Regions from separate parts of the Triticum aestivum genome. Here region 1 is linked to region 2. The links are chromatin contacts, called in public Hi-C maps. All regions are on one chromosome and are shown on one strand. Each heading gives the region's core, a stretch centred on a gene start, on an enhancer-like site or on the middle of the called end of the contact. The rest is flanking DNA. Distances are from core to core; before and after follow the strand shown.

Region 1 (3,222 bases), core at 369-2,868, 300 kb before region 2:
TAATTGATGTCTAGCTAGTAGTGTCCACGGGATACATACATGCATACAAAGATCACACGAAAAACAATATGTACACGCGCCAATATTTCGCCAAGCACAAGATTTAATTTAAGTCACACTTAAACATCACCACATACATTATACTTACTAGAGTAATTAATCTCTTGATACAAGGTAATTCAAAAAACACATCACCCAATCAAGAACAAGAGCATACGCGCGCACGCAGGCACGTAACGTACAGTATGTAAACCCTAGATATATATCTAGCACCACACAATTAAAGCTTAATCAACATCATCTTCTTCACCTGAATCGGTCGACGGCTGGACCCCATCTAGCACCGCGTCCATCTGACGGCCACATCACGGTCACGCCACCGACCATTGCTCGAGCATCACACAACTCTTCTTTCTTGTCTTCTAGTAGTAGTAGTACGTATTTTCCCAGCCAGGAAATAATAGTATTGGAGGGAAATAATCAACAGTAGCAACGGTACACCGAGATCACGTAAATGCGCGGCGCGGCAGGGTAATTGCCACGATACTAGAGGCGGAGGAGGCGGCGGAGGCCGTCGGCGGTGGCCGCCTCAGCGTTGCAGGACGGGGCGGCCGGCGCCACCTTGCCGGCCGTGGCGGAGTGTGGAGACGCTTTGACGACGAGGGAGAACCTGGGCAGCGGCAGGCTGCTGGGCGGCGGCGCCAGCGCGTGCAGCAGGTCCTGGACGCAGCTCCGGGCCAGCTCCTGCTCGAGGTCGTCCAGCGCCTCGGTCACCGCGGGCGCCGGCGGCAGTGGCGTCGCCCGCTCCAGCGGCTTCTTCTTCTTCTGCTCCCTTGCCGGTTCTGCGGCCGGCGGCTTAGCCGGCCTCCTCCTCCTGTCTCTCTGGCTCAGCTGGCGTGACGAAGCAGGGGGCGACGCTGCCGGCACGACGGTCGTGGGCGCCGCCGGCCTGACGGCACGTGGCGGTGTCGGAGGTGGTGGGTAGGGGAAAGTGGCATACTTGGTAGCGGTGGGCGGGAGCGGCAGGAGGGGTGGCTGGTTGGACGGCAGGAGAGGGAGAGACGGCGACGAGTATATCGGCGGCCTGGCGTACGCATACGGAAGAGCGGGAGCGGGGGCGGAGTTCCACGCGCCACTTTTCTGGAAGTGATGGTACTGCGGGCACGTGCGGGAGGAGCCGTACGCGCCGTGCGGCCTCGCCGGCCTCCCGCCATAGACGCCCCTCTTCGGGTACTCGAAGCTTCCGGAAGAACGATCCAGCAGAACGTTCTCCATGTCTGGCTAGATAGGAGTAGGAGGAGAAGAATTAAGAGAGCAACAAGAAATAAAGAAGGATGGGAATGAAGAACTGGAAGAACTTGTAGTATTAGTTTTGCATGAAATCTGCAAGAACTAGCTAGATCCTTGGGAAGAAAAACAACAAGGATGCTAGCTAGGATCGATCTATCGGTGGTTTTAGATCGAGAAGAGATCAAGAACATGCAAGAGGAGGAAGTGAACCAAAAAAATGGAAGCTATCTATATCAGTGAAGAACCGAAGAAAAGGCCTGCGCTCTATCTACGGTGGAGAGGAGAGGAGAGGAGGGAGCAGCTAGCCAATGCATGCACTAAGCCCACCCTGGCCTCCGGGCTACAGCTCTAGGGGGTGCAACGCCCTCTCTTTTATAGAGGAAGGTTGATGAGATGGGTTAGTTGGTTCGTTGAGTACTTGTGGGGGTGATTTGACCTCACATAAACTAATCTTCCTCGATTTTTCTTGTGGGTTACTAATGGCAGGTTTGCACGTGTTAATTACTATTGTACGGGGGTTAGAAACTTTTGCTGATGCCCCTCTAGAGGATGGTAATTACTGATTCCTTGCCTCTCCGGGAGCATTATTCGGAGAATAGAATTCATGGATAGATGTTTTATTCTTGGCAAAAGAACCTCGTCTTTTTATTTTTGCGGGGAAAAGAACCACATCTTTATATATTTCTAGCTTTAGGTTGCGTTCGGTGTTGGGGTGGTTCCAACTATTCTAGCATATTCCTTGATTTTCATAAAAGATTGGGAAATAAGTACAACATAGTGCAATCCCCCGACCGAGCCTTATAGTACATGCACATTGCACTCATTTATCTATGTCTTGGGGTTTTAAGATGTTTTTTGATTGAGACTTGTCCTTGGCCAACTGAGGGTAAAAATGCAATCATGAAAATGTATTATTTTCATGGAATACATTCTAAATATCTACATCACAACGTTAGATTTTGATTACGACGTTGCCAAATTATGTCTTTCGGTTATATGGTCTCAAGAAAATCACGCCTTCCAATTATGCTATGTCAATAGCTACGTATTAATGGCTCATTCATTTTGGAGGATTTTTGGAAGACTCCTATGGCATTTTCATCCATGTTTAGCATTCATTTTGACAGAATTCTTAGCATTAAGGAGATATCGTGGGAAATTTTCATGATTGAAGTGAGCAAGGCAACCATTTCTTTGAATTTTTTTTGCGAAGAAAACTTTCGATCTATTCATCAACTGTCATGTCATTGTAGTACAAAGAACATCAGAAGTAAAAAATATATCTAGATCCGTAGACCACCTAGCGATGACTACAAACACTGAAGCGAGCCGAAGGTGCGCCGCTGTCATGGCACTTTCCTCATCGGAGTCGGGCAAACCTTTGAAATGACATAAACCGAATGAGCCCTGACTGTTTCATTTTACAACTTGACATAGTTTCGTTATCCAACTGATCGCAATTATTTGGAAACGTCATACTAGATAGATAGGAGAAAATATGTCCCGCCACCCACTTAATGTAGTGCCGGCCGGTAGCTAATTAAATAGTGTGCGTTTACCTTGTTCGATTTGTTTTTGAGAGGGAGGGGTCGAGGACCAAAAAAGAAGTGCAAGTGGGGGGTGGTTCTGCAAAACAAAAATGCCGACATGCACAGTTCAGGCAACGGCTGCCACCTGATCTGACCACTAGATCACGAAAACAACATCGCGTCAATGACGGTGGGCCCCGAAAGTCTCCACGGGAAACGCGGCCCCGCAACGTACGGCGGTACGCGCGAAGCCAGCCCACCCATAAAGATCTGCCCGCCTTTCTGGCCGGTCTCGTCCTTGCTGTAGCGCGAATCCGGAGGACAGGGACCAACTGCGGCTAGGCCGGCAACCGCCAGACCGGCGCCGGCCGTCCGATGGGCGCCGCTGGGGCGCATCGGCCCG
Region 2 (3,365 bases), core at 367-2,866:
GGGCCTGAACTGGGTCAAGGAAGTGGGATTTTTCTACCTTTGGTATTAATATCAGCATGGTGTCATTAATGCATTCGGCTGACTCTGTACCCTCAACGAGGATAGCCCTTGTCACATCCTGACCACAAGTATTCCGATGACGTTGAAAAAAATGAGCGGTAAATCCGTCTTTTACTATGTTAAAAAAGGTTCAAGGATACCCGAACTCTCTCATAGGCGGTCCTAGTTTCTTTTTTGCTTTCTTAAATTCATGACCCTTTTAATTGCAGGCACAAGTCGGCCCCTTTTGCATTGTTTTGCCTTTTTAGGGCTGTTGTAGCCTTTTTAACTTTTTTAGTAAATGGCCTTTTTAACTTGGAATCTGAAATTTGAAGAACTAAAATGGTTAGAGAAAAGCAAAAAATGGTCGAGGGCCAAAACAACCTAGAAGCCCAAAAGCAACGCGGACACCGTGTCGCGGGAGCTATATGTCGCCAGAGATGTATTACGTCTCGCCTGCATGACGACATTATTGGGCCTGGCCCGTATGTAGCATTGGTTTGACTATTTTTCACTGTTATACATTGTTTTCTTTTTATTATTTTTTTTCTTGTCTTGCGGTTTTCTTTGTTTTTTCCCTGTTTTCCTCGGTTTCAGTTTGTTCCACTGTTTTCTTTCGTTTACTTTGTTGTTTTCCTTTATCTTTTTGTTCAACATGTATCTTTTTTTCCACACACAATGCACATTTTTCGTATACATCAAGAAATTTTTTATACATGTTTAAAAAAATTCAATTACTCGATTAACATCTTTTTAAATATATGTTTTGGTTGTTTAAATTTTTAGTATACACCAATTTTTTTATAATTTTTATTTTTTTAATATGTGATTAACATGTTTTTAAAATATATGTTTCTATGTCTACTTTTTTTCATACTCGTTGTAAATTTTTCATATACATATGAAACATTATTTTTATAGACATTTAATATTTTTAAAAGACATTATTAAGATCTTTTTAAATATATAATTTTGATGGCTGCTTGTTTCATATACAATGTATGTTCTTGTATACATAAGGAAGATTTTCCTATATACATGACTAACATTTTTCAAATACAATGATTAAAATTTTCCAAATTCATTTTTCGTGTTTATTTTTAATAGACATTGCACATTTTTTCTACATCTAAAGCATTAATTTTATTTTCGTTTAATATTTTTGAAATACACTTCTTTTTAATTTTATTTCAAATACATGTTAAATATTTGCCAAATACACGTTGAAACATATTTTTTTCCAAACGCTACATATCAGAATTTTTCTAAAGTTGCACAAACACTTTATCAAAAATTACCTGGAGTAATTTTTTGTGTAATAGATGTATTATATTTTTATAAAAAATAAGTAGAAAATAAAAATCTAAAAAAAACGAGAGAGAAGAATAAAACAGAGTGAAGAAATGCACAGACCAGCTACTGGGCCGGCCCACTAGGGCCGTTTCTTCAGGGGCGCCGCCTTATAGCCGCGCGCCCGAGTTCATGCCGTGCCGGGCTGATCCCCCCCGGTCGGCACATGTGGCTTTTTGGTGAGCTCAGCCCTTGGGACCGGGCCGCATTTGTGCTCGCGCACAACGGCAAAGTTGATGGATCGGCCCCTTCAAAAGAGAGAGAGAGAGAGAGAGAGAGAGAGACGGATCGGCCGTTCCTCAAAGGAAAAACAAAACAGAGGGATCGACCGGGATTTGGGCCTGCGTCTTGAGGCGAACGAACCCTACCGATCGACGCGACGGGGTGACGGCGCAGGAGCGGACGGACGCGGTGCCTCCGGCGACAAGTCCGACGACGACGAAGGACTTCCGTAAGGTAACACCCCTCCTCCTTCCTCGCCCTCCTCTCCATCCAGCCCTGCCGCCCGAGCCCCTACGGCGGCGGCTCCCTCCGTCCCCCCCTGCTCGTCCCGTCGCCCGCGGACCGCGGTGACCTTCAGCCTCCGCCCAGGCCGCTCCCTCTCTTCCTTTGCAGTCGCCCACTCGAAGCTTACCAGAGACCACGGGAGCCACCCAATCCCCTAGGGACTGAGTCTCTTCTAATCCCTCTCCCCCTCTTTCTTTGGGTAACATGGGAATAACACAGAAATCTTACGAGTAGATTGCAGCTGAACCAAATACTGCCTGTGCATTAAACAGGATTTATTTACGCAGCTTTCAGCTATACAGAGCACTCTAGCAAGCACTAGAAAGAATAGCGAACTTTATTAATTACTCAAAATAAGAACTAGAGTACCTATTTGCAACTTTATTTAGAGTAAAAGCTAGTGTTGGAACCTATCAACAACAATGATCCAATGAGTCCAGACTATATCAAGCTAACTACGTGGGTGCAAGAAAATGTTGTTTCAAATATTCAATCTCTAGTACAGACTAAATTCGATACCTACTCAGGCAGGCATACCAGCAAACGACCCATGCTTCACAATTGTAAACATATAATGTATTAGTAGCGTATGTGCCGCAAAAGGATTTCATGGCCAACACATTATTGCCAGTCATAAAAACATCATTTAAAGACAGAGATTCTACAGTCCTCAGCTATGAGGCCACATGACTACTGATCCAATCGACAATGTTTAATTGTCCTCCCTTATGAAAGAAAAGAAGATGGTGTTAACAAGAATTATACCAAGCTGATTCCACACTGGACAAAACATGACCACCATGATATCATCTAAGTTGCAATGGATATATTATCACACAATGAACCATTTGAGTGTACTGAACGACCACAAATGAACAAAATTGAACAACAATATCAAGTTGTGCAATTAGTGGATACACAAGCAACTGATATGATTTGGATGTGAGTACCAGAAGAAAAAAGAGAGAAAATGATTTTGATTTCGTTTTCTGTGTGTGCGCTTCTGTCAGCTGAGCTCCACACTGAGTTTCACCTGCTTCAGCTGAAGAGTGTCTGTGAGCATGAGGTACAGTGGCTACTACTCCCCAGGCGTTTTGTACACAAACTACACATACTTAGGAGGTCCATGGTACATTTTCATTACTAAAGGGTGGTCATTGTAGTACATTACTACCACACTATCTACCATGAACAGGAGGTCCCTGATCTGATTCATAATCCGCAAGCACAAAAAACTTAGATTCAGAATTGTGTAAGCATGCTAGTTGATTTTTAGATTGTTGCACATCTAGAAATAATGTTAGAAAGTGAGCATTCCCACCCACATTCACACATGAGATCCAAAAGTAATGTTCTATCTACATATATCATACGGAACACATGAGTTTATACAGAGAACACATGAGCTTATACATGCACACAGAACACAGTGCTTACACATGCACACAGACTCAGATATTCGTTATCAC

The links. Hi-C and Micro-C count contacts between places; a contact is called where the count stands out from the background.
Region 1: a contact with region 2 is called in a Hi-C map of leaf, with 4 times the contacts expected there. The contact joins the promoter of LOC123098095 here to the promoter of LOC123098094 in region 2. A contact is called at or near these places in 2 of 5 Hi-C or Micro-C datasets (both in leaf).

Annotation. Positions count from the first base shown.
Region 1 is chr4D:388,072,510-388,075,731 of IWGSC CS RefSeq v2.1, reverse strand. It overlaps LOC123098095 (vegetative cell wall protein gp1), which reads right to left and starts at 1,618. Exons shown (of 1, transcript XM_044519971.1): 1 at 86-1,618. The coding sequence starts at 1,275. The coding sequence ends at 547.
Region 2 is chr4D:387,772,285-387,775,649 of IWGSC CS RefSeq v2.1, reverse strand. It overlaps LOC123098094 (nuclear speckle splicing regulatory protein 1), which reads left to right and starts at 1,616. Exons shown (of 6, transcript XM_044519970.1): 1 at 1,616-1,845.